Linked DNA regions of Mus musculus: regions 1, 3 and 4 are each linked to region 2. Evidence: chromatin contacts called from public HiChIP or PLAC-seq and promoter capture Hi-C data. All regions are on one chromosome and are shown on one strand. The core of a region is the stretch at or near the end of the contact, and the rest is flanking DNA. Distances in the headings are between cores, read along the strand shown.

Region 1 (3,051 bases), core at 336-2,835, 650 kb after region 2:
AGGACAGTCCTGCTTGCTTCAGGCGCCTGTCCACTGTTTGGTACCTAGCAAGTCCACAGTAAATATTTGTTGTACATTGATTATACCCAAATATTCACTCTACAAATATCGGCAACTTCTTCCTGATGCAAGAAGTCCCTGACCCTGTGCTGGTCTGAAGCCAGTTACCCAGAATGCTCTCTGCTTCCCCTCCTCACTTCTTCCACCCACAATAGGCCACTGAAGGTTGGGATGTCAGCCCAAGGTTGACTCTGACCCCATCCCCTCACCTAGGCTGTGTGGCTTATCGGGATGAAAAGGGCTCGGACTTTGTCCAGACACTGGTGGAGGTCATCAGAGCCAACCCTGGAAGAGATCTCCTTGAGCTGCTGACTGAGGTGTGAGGAACGGGGTTAGGAGGGGAGAAAGAGGGGCTGGATCTGTGGGAGTGTTCTCATTACCTTCCACTTAACCCAGGGAAAGGAGAAGCAAGGAGAAGGCTCTCTCTCTCTCTCTCTCTCTCTCTCTCCCTCCCTCCCTCCCTCCCTCCCTCCCTCCCTCCCTCCCTCCCTCCCTCCCTCCCTCTTGCCCTCACATCAAGAGATGCTCAAATACAGGGCACATTGGTCAGACAAACTCAGCAGCAGCTATTACATACACTAAATAAAGTTCAGGAGAGGAGGACACCAGAAGCCATTGGGAGGAGGGGACTGAGGTGGGGGGTATACTGGGAAGTAGAAGGAGCCAGCAGGGGGTGCAGGAAGGGAGGTGCCACTGGGTTGTTACAGAATAGGGTCAGTTCATTTGTACAGTTTTGCAGGCTAATAGGGAGGTCCTCTTCTTGTGTTGAGGTCAGGGTGGGCAATGCTGGTCTGGCTGATTATATGATTATATATATGGGGTGGGGAGCCTTTCCCTTTGGGTGGGGGACTTTTTGGTTGAGAGCAAGGAGCTCATGTAAAACTGCTGGGTTAGTATTAGGCTCAAAGATGATTAGGTAGCACTTGAAATTTTAGGCTTACAGAACAACAGACACAAGAGTCGGTCATTGAGGAGCATGCCTGTAGCTGGGAGGTAGTGGCAGGACCAGAGACTGAGACCAGCCTAGGATTCATAGACTATTTCAGAAAGTATCGACCTCTCCGCAAAAACCCCTCCAGCAGACAATGACTGCAGTGGGTGTGATGGACTGAGCCCCTCAGGGCCTAGCTGAGTGTCAACAGGGTCAACAGGCGGGTGTGTGAGCTGGACGTCCTGGGGCCAGACAGTGATGAGCTGTGCAAAGCCTGCCTGGAGATCCGCAGCTTGCTCAGGCGCCGGCTCTGTTTATAGGACGAGCAACCTCACCACTTCCCCTACATCCCCTCTTCACACCCTGTCATCGATGCAGCAGTTTGGGCGTGGGAGCTCACATAGCGCCAATAAATATGTATGTGTTCATGATCGGCGTGCTCCGGAAAATGTATGCTCTTTCTGAAATACGTGAGATAATGGGGAAAGTTACCTGGTAGTAGATAGGGGATCGACTGTGCTCTCGGGAACCAGAGGTTGAATCGGGTCTGTGCTTCCTGTCTGGGACTACGGAACCTCACAAGGCTGACCTGGATATGCTGGGAGAGGCTTAGGGAGAAAGAAGTTCTGGGAAGGATCATCTCCGGAACTATAACTCTCGCCTCGCTGAGTCCCTGATGCGGGCGGTCTCAATCTCCACATGGCGCTGGGGCCATGGAGTTGCCAGAGAGGCGAGCCAGCACGGGTCTGGAGACTGGAAAAGACAATTGTGGATACTTCAGTGACGTGATAGGGCAAGTTCATGTGGGTTGTCCCTGGTCTTGAGTTGAGGGCCAGCCAATGGAGGAGATCTGAAAGACGAGCCTCTAGGATCCGGAAGGGCTTCTGCTGACTGACTGCTCAGGAGTCTGATTATATCGGTTCAAACTTGTGGAGGCTCCTTTGAGACTGTCACTAAATAGATTGGCTCAATAGGTAGGATTTTTCTTTGGTTTAAGCATGCGCAGTAGGCGCTTGAATAAGTCTTATGGAGAGAGCTAAGGCCTGAGTCAGTGTAGGGCCGCGTGGCCTAATGGATAAGGCGTCTGATTCCGGATCAGAAGATTGGGGGTTCGAGTCCCTTCGTGGTCGCTGCGTGCATTTGCTTTTTAAAAACCTACCTTAAAATTTCCCATTCTCAAATTTGCTTTTCAAACTCTTGTCTGGTACCCCGGAAGGAAGACCAGCATGTTTGTATTAAGTAGGTGAAGTTATTATCTCAAGACAGACTACGAGCAGCTCGAATTAGTGCCAAGGAAAGGAACCGAATAGATGCTAGATTGGATTGCTTACGTGGTGGGTGGGAGGTGTCCCAAGGGAACGTTAAAGACATTTGATTAAAATAAAAAACTCAGTAGGCTATCTGGGTGAATGCAATTGTCACTGAACTGAACACTTGAAAATAACTAAAGCAGTAAATTCGGTTTATATGTCCACAGCTTTAAAATCCATGAAACAGTAAGAAAATTAGATTTCTTACAATGTCCAGGCACACCTGTAATGCCGGTATTTAGGAGGCGGAGGCAGGGGAATTAAAAGCCACTGGGCTACATGAGATCCTGTCTCAACAACAACAGAGGCGTCTCCTTACAGGTCCAGTGTAAATATAAATTTTTAAATAGCAAGAATATGTCCCAGATTGAGTTGACATTTAACCTGGTGTGTGTGTGTGGGATATCTCTATTTAAGGGATTCGGTCTAAGTGGAACCGTTGTCATCCCTACAACTCCCAGGAGAACCACAGAATGGGAGGGCGGGGTACCAGCTCACGTGACAGAGCCTTGTGCAGAATAATTTTCTCTTTAATGTTACAGTGGCTTAATAAAGCTTGCAAATATGTTATATCAGACACACACATGAGATAAAGGAGAGTCAAAAGGACACGAGGATAACGCAACTGGGCCGGAACCCACAAGCCTCAAGCCAAAACTCGACCTCAGGTTCTTCCGACTGTGCTGTTTAGTTGTTGCTGTTGTTGTTTAATTTACTTTAATTTTTTTGAGGGGGGTGGGTATCAAGTAA
Region 2 (2,700 bases), core at 37-2,536:
TCGACGCGGGAGCAGCGCGCTGTGGGTACCAACTCTAGACGCGGCCTGCGGTTGCCCGCGCCTCCTGCCCGGCCGGCGTTACTTGCTGCTGGGAGGTGGGCCGGGGGCTGCAGCTGGGAGCACAGCGGGCCGGGGACAGGGGCTCAGTGCTGCCCGTGGAAGCCTCGTGCTGCCTTGGAGAGACGCCTGGACCCGGCGCCTGCGGAGGCTGCAGAGGAGAGAGCGGCGGGGGCGCTGCGGGACCGCCTGAATCTGCAAGCTGGGCGTGGACTGGGCGGACTCAGCTCTCTTATCACTGGGCGCGGCGCGTTCATCAGAGCACTAGGCTGGAAGTGTCACGTGCATCGCCATCTAATTTCCCCCTACCCCCATCCCCGCTTGAAACCTATTTGGCGATACCCTACCCCCAACTTAGAGGAGTATGATGGCCCCTAAGAGCTATCTGGAGGCTCCTAGGGCAGCTCAGAGGACCCTGATCTTATCCCTCTTGGCTGATACCCGACGTCTCTTAAAGGTGTGAACCCGCCTATTCCCAGGGGATGCTAGGATGATCCCTCTGGGGTTTGAGCACATCCCACGGGCCAATGTGATTCATCAACTCTCTGATGCTGTGATACACTAGAGTTCTCCAACCTCTCCAAAACCACTGTTGCCACCATAATTGCCTGTACACCGCTGCAGGGGCTGTGGCTCAATTGCACAGCCAAGACAGCGACGTCTCTGCCCTCCAGCCGGGAATGTACAAAGAGTATTGTAGGCTCCCCTGTCCAGTGTCATGGATCTTGTCCCCATATCCATTCTGGCCTGCCTCTGCCGGTCACGTGACCGTGTCCCCATCCGCAGCTGCATCACTGCCTGTGTCCCATATCTTTCTTGTTCCGTTGTACCCTTTTCTGGGGTCCATCCAGCTGTCGCTTTCTACCACGACTCCTACCAGTCTTGGCCTCTTGGCTCCATGACACAGGTCCTGCCCCTAGCTAGGAGCCCTACACTCTATCCGCTCAAGACTGGACGTCGAGAAGGGGCAGATCAGGTCCACGTGTGACCGGACCAGAGGCGACTTCCACGGGCAGCCGTCGGAGTTCTAGTCGTCCGTGACTTTGCCTTACACCAGGCGCTAGGGTCCCCACCTCTTTAGGCGAGCCCCCGCCCCTTAGCGCGGGAACCGCTGTTTGGCTAGCGCATGCTCCCGACTTGGCCGCCGCCGGGCGCAAATGCGCATGCTCAGAGCCGGCAGCACTGAGACGCGGGGCACTCGGGGTGGGCAGCCCGCAAGCGCGTGCTTGTGGGGCGGGGCCGCCTACGCGCGTGCGCAGAAAGTCCAGTGCGGTCCAGCGGAGAGCCGAAGGGAGAGGTGCGGTGCGGCGCGCCGAGGTGGGTGCGCGGCGGGGGCGTGGCGGCTGGACGCGGGGTGTGGGGGTGTCACTGCCACGGTGCGCTGACCGGCGGCACGGATGTACTGAGGGAGGGGGGCACGGGTTGTGCTCCGTGTCTTGGTCGCTGCGGGTTAGGGGGCTCCAGAGTCTAATGCTGCGTGCGTGACGTGGGCCCCGGAGTCAGAACCCTTTGGGCAGGCCCGGCTTTCCTCGATCATCCCTGCCTTCTCTGGGCTCTGTGTCGTGGGCAAGAACTGCCTCTGTGTCAACCTTCCCTTGGGGCACTTTCCGTCCCTGCGGAATAGGAAATCCTCTTTCTGTATTCGTTCGAAATTGCAGCAGTGTTCATATACCTTTGCCCTCGGAGACCTGCAACAACCCAGGCCCTTCACTTGCCAAAGATGACACAACTGCCCACCTGAAGCTTAGGGACTTTCCCAGCCTGAGAGCCCTATCCAGCCAGTGTCCCTGACATGCCTTGGTCACCTGTGCCTTAGCTTGGCCCTGTGCTTCAGGAGTTTTGAATAACAGCTGGAGGGCAGAGCTGGCACCACACGGGGTGGGCTGCACATGACAGAAGTCAGTCTGCTGGGTGCTGGCAGCCTGACCACAGATTTTCCTTGACAGACCTGACTCAGTTCAGAAATAGTGCTCTGGCCTTCTTGGATGGGGACTCACTGGGCTAACTTTAAAGGCCAAAGATTGTCTAGCCCAGCCCGGACATATGCAGGCATAGGTTGGCCATTTGGGCGGTTGTGTTGCTGTCTTTCCAAGGTAAATAAAGGATTTTCCTTGTCTCACCATGTTCTGCTGGAAGGTCAGCAAGCTACTCCCAGGCAGTTGGTACAACTGTCCCATGGCATGCGTTGCCATGTCATCTACTTGGGGACAATGACTCCATTCTCATTTTCACACCCCTGTCCCCAATAGGCACCTGTCATTGTTCACTGAATTGTTGTGGAGATGGCTGTATTTGTGTTCTCTCAAGCTCTATCTGATGTCAGTTCTGGGTTGGTGTCAAGACCAACCCAGACGACAAATGGTTAAGAAATTTCAAATATTTGATAGTGACCATTCATATTGAGTGCTATGAGGGCTCTGTGTGCTTCCTTGATGATTAATCCTCACCTAATCTCCCCAGTACTCAGATAAAGACTTAGGGTAGTGACAGCTGTATTTAGAATCTAGTCTGCGTGTGGATAGGCCTGGAGCCACATCGTGTTGTCCCTGTTCCCCCATGGTCTGGCATTCAGTTAGCCAGGCACTCTCTTAAGTGCTTGTTGGAGGGAATAAAGATGCCACTTTTTGAATGCTACATGTCAAC
Region 3 (2,700 bases), core at 71-2,570, 530 kb before region 2:
GTAACCACTTGGTCCTCTTTCTCAAGTGGGCATCTCTGCTAGTCAACAGTCTTGGATACCATGGATATCAGCTCCGGTCTTAGGAACAGACTGGCCCTAGAGGACAGTCTTCCAAGCCAAATAGGGAACCCCAGAAAACAGCAGCTGGGAAGAAAGGTTTCAACCTGTCCCCAAAAGATCACATGAGTGGAAGGGGTAAGGATGGTTGCAAAACTGAATTACATAACTGTTTGAAAGACTTAAAAATGGGAACCTGCAGGGTACTGAATCATCGGTCACCCACCACTTGAGGACAGACACCCTGGAGTCTGAACTGTTCTTTCAACCTGTATCAGGAACTGGAGAGGAAGCAAAACTGAGTGAGTGTCTAGCTTGCCAGGGTAGCCTGAGGGCAACTGGAGTGTTGTAGCCAAAAAGAATTCAAGGGAGGTCTCTTCCCAGCAACCCTGTATTACAACAACTGGCTTATAGAGGTGCCCATTGTCACAGCCCTGCCCTCTAGAGGACTGACATCTAACAAACAGATCCTGCCCCTGGAACGCCAGTGCCATAGTTTTTACCAAATTAGTCCAGATCAGCAGAACCCAGCAAGAAGGGAGCCAAGCAACGTCTCTCACAGTACTGGTCAAACTTCATTTATGCTGGCAAGAACCCATTGACAACCAACGCAGAGGACGGAGAGACATCTGGGACAGCACATTCCGGATTGAACAGCAAGTGCAGAGCTTGTCCGCTCATCCAAGCAAATCAGGGGTTGCAGGCGGGGGGGTGGGGTGGGCGAGGGGGTACATTGTCAGGGCAAATTCCAACACTGACCTTGGACCACATACCACCATCATTCCGCTCTAAAGTTCAGACCACTCTGACACCATCCGGTGGCATCACCCTTACGCATCTGGCCCAGAGAATCCCCCAGAGAGATCTACATTTGAAGTTCAAGGCCTGTCCCCCTCGAGAACAGAGTCTACCGGAATGTCCCTTCTCCTCTCAAGTCCTCCTGCTCCAGAATGCCCTGGCCACCCAGCTCCCCTCCTCCAAGTTCTTTTTTCCCAGGCTCGCTTCTCCTCGGCAACCACACTAGCCCAGTCCCGGTTCGGGAACTCCACAGCTCCCCAGGAGGCAATGTATGCTTTAATGCCACGGGGTGTACCTGGCTCGAAGTGATTCTGGAAAACCTCGCCTCCGAAGAAGCTGCAGAACGACATGGTCGCGACGGGACAGGCAAAAGCTCCCAGCCAGGTCCGGGTAAAACCCTAAGATCTGGACTCAAACCCGACCCAGTCCCAATAACCAATCACTTTCCGATTCGCCATAAGCCCCGCCCCTAGAGGGGACCAGTCACTCTTGGATTCCCCACGGCCGCCTCCTAGCAGCCCCGCCCTCAAGGAGTCTCTCCTCCCATAGGCCCTAAACCCCACCCATCCAGCCAAGTTTACCCAGAGATCACGTCCTTACTTCCGCCTCTAGAAGGCCCCGCCCAGGGAGCCGCTCCCAGGAAGCTTAGCTGTTAAGATGAAGGCCAAACCTATGCTAAGCTCCAGTACAGCGGCTAGGCTATAAACATTGGTACTAGCCAATGGTAGCTACTACTAATACCATTGTGCAACTGGCGTGGAGGCGCATCTACCCAGCTGTATCTATAGCCCTCTTATCTGGCGCTAAACCTTGCGCCCGCGTCTGGGATCACCCAACCTCCGACCCAGGCTTAAGATCTACATCAAGCCTCCCAGGGAATGTGGAAGAGAGACAGACACACAGAGACAGACAGAGAGAGTTGCCTCAGGACTTTATTGAACAAAAAGGACCGGACAGATAGCAAGAGTGCTACATCCCAGGTGTGCTCCATTCCAGACATCTTACATGTTTCCCAAGGTCTCCGGCTTCTCTTTCTCCAGATGTTTCTTTTGGGGACCCTGGTTAAGGTGAGGAGACAAGATGAGAGTTAGTCAGGAGAGTCAGTCAAGAAATACTACCTACGGCCAGTGCCAGGGCCACCTAGGGCCTGCTCTACTGGTTTGCTAAAAAGGCCCCTTCTTCTAGTTCCTCTCTGGAACAAGTGGGACTAGCTCACCATGAAGGCCCTCTTCTCCTGCGCTGTCTGAAAACATCCGTGGCCAAACTTAGAAGTGGTGTCAATGAACTTGAGCTCAATATTCTCCAGGGCCCTGCGGCTGTGGTGCACCAGAAGGGACTGGGTATCCAAGAGAGAAGAGATGTCAAGGACAGAGGGCCCCGACTCCTCCTGTGACCTCCAGTTCACACCAAGGAGGACTCAGTCAATCCCTCGCTCTTGCCAGACCCCCTTCCTTTACTCTCCCACCACACAACCCACCACAGAGCACGCTAAAGGACAGAACAGGCCACTGGAGTCCACTCCCCAGCTTGCCAAGCAGCACTGACCTTTCTCAGAGTGATCACTCGCTTCTTGGTACCTGCAATGCAGCCCTTTAACATGATGAAGTCATTGTTCACTTCCCCATAGTGGGGGAAGCCACCCTACAGGGAGACAGACCACACCAAGCCAGGAACAGGGCAGCCAAGTTAGGAGGCTGTAGTGGGAGGGAGCCCTATGCGCAGACCCCAGGGTGCAGGGACAATACCTTCCCACTGGGTCACTCCTCAGGGGGCAGTAACATCTCAACTGAATACTAAGTATCTTTCCTGTGTCATCTCATTTAACAATATGCCTTTTTGTGGGCA
Region 4 (2,889 bases), core at 249-2,748, 980 kb before region 2:
GGCATACACCTTTAATGCCAGCACTTTAAGGGGCCAAGACAGGTATCACTATGAGTTTGAGGCCAGTCTGGTCTACATACAGTGTTTCAGGACAGCCAGGCCTTCATAAAGACACCCTGTCTCAAAAAAACAAAAAACCAGAAACCTCAAAAACCTGTTGATCAGAGAGTCAACACCAATCCTGAGGAAAGACCATGAGCCACCCACCGGAACCCCACTTACTCATCACCATCGGGACACAGGCCGGTGGCCTCATCGTACTTGGAGCAGTATATGTCCGGGCTGTAGTTGAAGGTGCCATCGCGTCGTCGGAGCGGTCTGCGACGACGCTGATTTAGGAAATGCCAATGGAAACAGGTGAACGGCCTGTGCTGGCTGCACTTATGCTGCAAAAACAGGGAGCACTGCTCTGTCCTAAACTCCTTTAGATACCTAAAAAGACAAACAGCGTTGCGGGCCGCAGCCACCGCCGGCTGGAGGCCCCTGGGATGCGGCGGGGCAGGGTCCCAGACGAGAAGCATCCCCCACCCCCGGCAATACACACACACACACACACACACACACACACACACACTGAGCGATCCTGACTGCCATGGCCCGGTACCCTCCTTTTTTAAAAGCACCCCGGGTGTCACTTCCCAACTCGGAGACCAGGTAACTCCAGTCAGGCAGACTCTCCGTTCCCTGACCCCAAATACCACTTCCCAGTCCCCAGATAAGAAGATTCCCGGACACGAGGCATAGACCTCCTCTTAGCAGGCCATCACCAACTCTGATCCCAGGTAACTCTACAGAAGTACACTCCATTCTCTGCCCCCTTCTAGTCCCTGACCCCTGGAGCCACCTCTCAATCCTCAGTCCCGGTCTCCCGCTCGACTACCTTCATAGGTTCCAGATGGACTGCAAGCGCCACCCGCCCACACCAGGCGCAACCCCTCTTCTGCGCCGCAGAAACGACCCCCGGGCTCACAACCAAGCGGCCACCGGACTCTAGGTGCGGCTCCGCCCCCAGCCCAGAGGTCACCCCAGACCCCGGAACCGCCTCTCAACCTCAGGCAGCGACTGCTCGAGTCCGGATGGCCGTGCGCCCACCTCCAGCCCAGGCGCGGCCCTGAGCTACGAACGCAGGCGCTGTTCCCCAGACTCCAGTCTGGCGCGCGGGGTCGCCGGAGACCAGGAGCAAGTCCAGCCCCCAAGCCAGGGGTCACCGAAAACCCTGGGCGCTGCCACTCCACCTTAGGCGGCGGCCCGCGCCTGGACGGCGTGACCCGCAAGAGCTGGCGGCGGGGGCGCGGGCGCGGGCGGGGCGCACCCACAGCGGCGACACCGGGGCCCGTGGCGCACGCGGGCCGCTGCTTTGCGCCGCAGCGCCCAGAAGGCCACGGACCGCAGCCCAGGCACTGACCTGTAGTGGGTTGGTTTCTCTGTCTGCGGGGGGGACCCGCTCAGCGCCGCCGCCGCCGCTTTCGAAACCGACGGCATTTTCAGTCAAAACAATGCAGCGCGCATGCGCCGCGCCGGCGCCCCCGGATCTCCCCCCCGCACCGAGCCCCCTGCGCCCCCCGCCGCGCCGGCCACACCCCCGGGCACGCCACGCCGGCCACGCCCCCACCGACCCCTCGCCCACGCGCGCTGTGCGGCGGGGGTGACACACAGGTTCTGCCGGCCCACCACGGCAGCAAGTTACAGGCGCAAGGCGGGACACGCCCGTTGGTGTAGAGTCCCCATGATGGCCTCTGCGTCCAGGGCTGCTGTTGGGCACAGGTTTCTTTGAACTGGAAAAAGTCTATAATTAGACTGTGACGATGGTCGCCCCTTTATTAAATTTGTGAATTTAAGGATAATCCGAGTGTGAATTCTGTTGAGCCACTTTTTTAAAAACACAGCGTAAGATGCTGCCAGATGAGCCCATCGGGTAAAGGATGTACAGGGTGGTCAGTAATCAGACTGATCTGGGGTCCGCAGAATGCTAACTGCACGTGGCGGGCAGGACTCGCAAGTGCTAGGATGAATTCGGGAGAACCCAGGGCTAGCATTCACTGGTGTGTAAAGTGACCACAGCTCCTCTGCTAACTGCGGGTGTGCTCTGAGGGATAAAGTCTGAGTAGCACAGCCACAAGTGTTCTGAAAGGAATGGGCAGAAAAGAGAGGGATGTTTTCAGAAAGGAGGATTACAGAAAACCTATCCCATTTCCAGAAACACGATCTAAAATATTAACAGAGAGACATACACGGTCCAGGTATGTATGCTATATTTTAAAGTACTAGTAAGGTAAAATTACCATTTGCTGGTAGGATTACTGACTTCTTCATATGACATTTTTGTAGACAAATTCTTTGAGTTGTTGACAACTTTGGAGAGTGAGTTGGTTTGGTTTGGGTGCTAGAGGTAGAACCCGGAGCCATGTGCGTGCCCGGACCCAGGTCCATGCCGGCTAAGCACTTATCCCTGAGCATTTCCCCTAGCCCACAGACCCTGAAGTTAACTTAGTTTAAAGGACTTATTTTAATGGTTGCACAAGCATGTGGATGGATAGTGAGCTGTAGGCAGTCCCAGCAAACAGAAACATTGTTTTTTCAAAGATCAAATAGAAGAATGAGCAAGCAGGGAAGGGCAGACAGGGGAACCTACAGAGGAATAAATGTGTCTCAGACTGCTGAGGGATAGGGAATGAAAACTAGGTCAACCCCCAAGTCCAGCCTGGAGAAACACACAAGACAACCTAAGGAATCTGAGAGAGAGAGAGGGAGAGAAAGAGAGAGAGAGGGAGAGAGAGAGAGAGAGAGAGAGAGAAGCTGGCTCTGTAAGGTGTGACAGAGAGCAAATAGCAGTGATGGTGGAACTCAGCGACCTTGACTGTGGACATGGGCAAAGGTCTCTCATCAAAA

What was found. Promoter capture Hi-C pulls out the DNA fragments that hold promoters and counts their contacts. HiChIP or PLAC-seq counts read pairs in DNA pulled down with a chosen protein or histone mark.
Region 1: a promoter capture Hi-C map of cranial neural crest shows a contact between it and region 2. The contact joins the promoter of 6330415G19Rik here to the promoter of Tbc1d24 in region 2. A contact is called at or near these places in 1 of 39 promoter capture datasets (cranial neural crest) and 1 of 115 datasets of contacts at active chromatin or transcription factors (pancreatic cancer cells).
Region 3: a promoter capture Hi-C map of liver shows a contact between it and region 2, with 3 times the contacts expected there. The contact joins the promoter of Msrb1 here to the promoter of Tbc1d24 in region 2. A contact is called at or near these places in 4 of 39 promoter capture datasets (fetal liver, liver and pre-B cells), 1 of 484 Hi-C or Micro-C datasets (liver) and 1 of 9 other capture datasets (liver).
Region 4: a contact with region 2 is called in an HNF4G HiChIP or PLAC-seq map of pancreatic cancer cells. The contact joins the promoter of Unkl here to the promoter of Tbc1d24 in region 2. A contact is called at or near these places in 1 of 39 promoter capture datasets (pre-B cells) and 1 of 115 datasets of contacts at active chromatin or transcription factors (pancreatic cancer cells).

The regions. Positions count from the first base shown.
Region 1 is chr17:23,549,333-23,552,383 of GRCm38.p6, reverse strand. 6330415G19Rik (RIKEN cDNA 6330415G19 gene) reads right to left here and starts at 1,585. Exons shown (of 2, transcript NR_126484.1): 1 at 1,484-1,585. n-TRccg2 (a tRNA gene) reads left to right here and starts at 2,049; the gene lies at 2,049-2,121. It also overlaps the pseudogene Casp16.
Region 2 is chr17:24,204,148-24,206,847 of GRCm38.p6, reverse strand. It overlaps Tbc1d24 (TBC1 domain family, member 24), which reads left to right and starts at 1,286. Exons shown (of 8, transcript NM_173186.4): 1 at 1,286-1,374. It overlaps Ntn3 (netrin 3), which reads left to right. Exons shown (of 6, transcript NM_010947.3): 6 at 1-2,700. The coding sequence ends at 250.
Region 3 is chr17:24,735,213-24,737,912 of GRCm38.p6, reverse strand. Msrb1 (methionine sulfoxide reductase B1) reads right to left here and starts at 1,320. Exons shown (of 5, transcript NM_013759.3): 1 at 1,151-1,320. The coding sequence starts at 1,205. It overlaps Rpl3l (ribosomal protein L3-like), which reads right to left. Exons shown (of 10, transcript NM_001163945.2): 8 at 2,401-2,496; 9 at 2,072-2,191; 10 at 1,770-1,913. The coding sequence ends at 1,857.
Region 4 is chr17:25,187,009-25,189,897 of GRCm38.p6, reverse strand. Unkl (unkempt family like zinc finger) reads right to left here and starts at 1,498. Exons shown (of 15, transcript NM_001197024.1): 1 at 1,406-1,498; 2 at 223-432. The coding sequence starts at 1,482. BC003965 (cDNA sequence BC003965) reads right to left here. Exons shown (of 2, transcript NM_183150.2): 2 at 2,236-2,889. It overlaps Gm52286 (a long non-coding RNA gene), which reads left to right and starts at 428. Exons shown (of 2, transcript XR_003952239.1): 1 at 428-782; 2 at 889-1,844.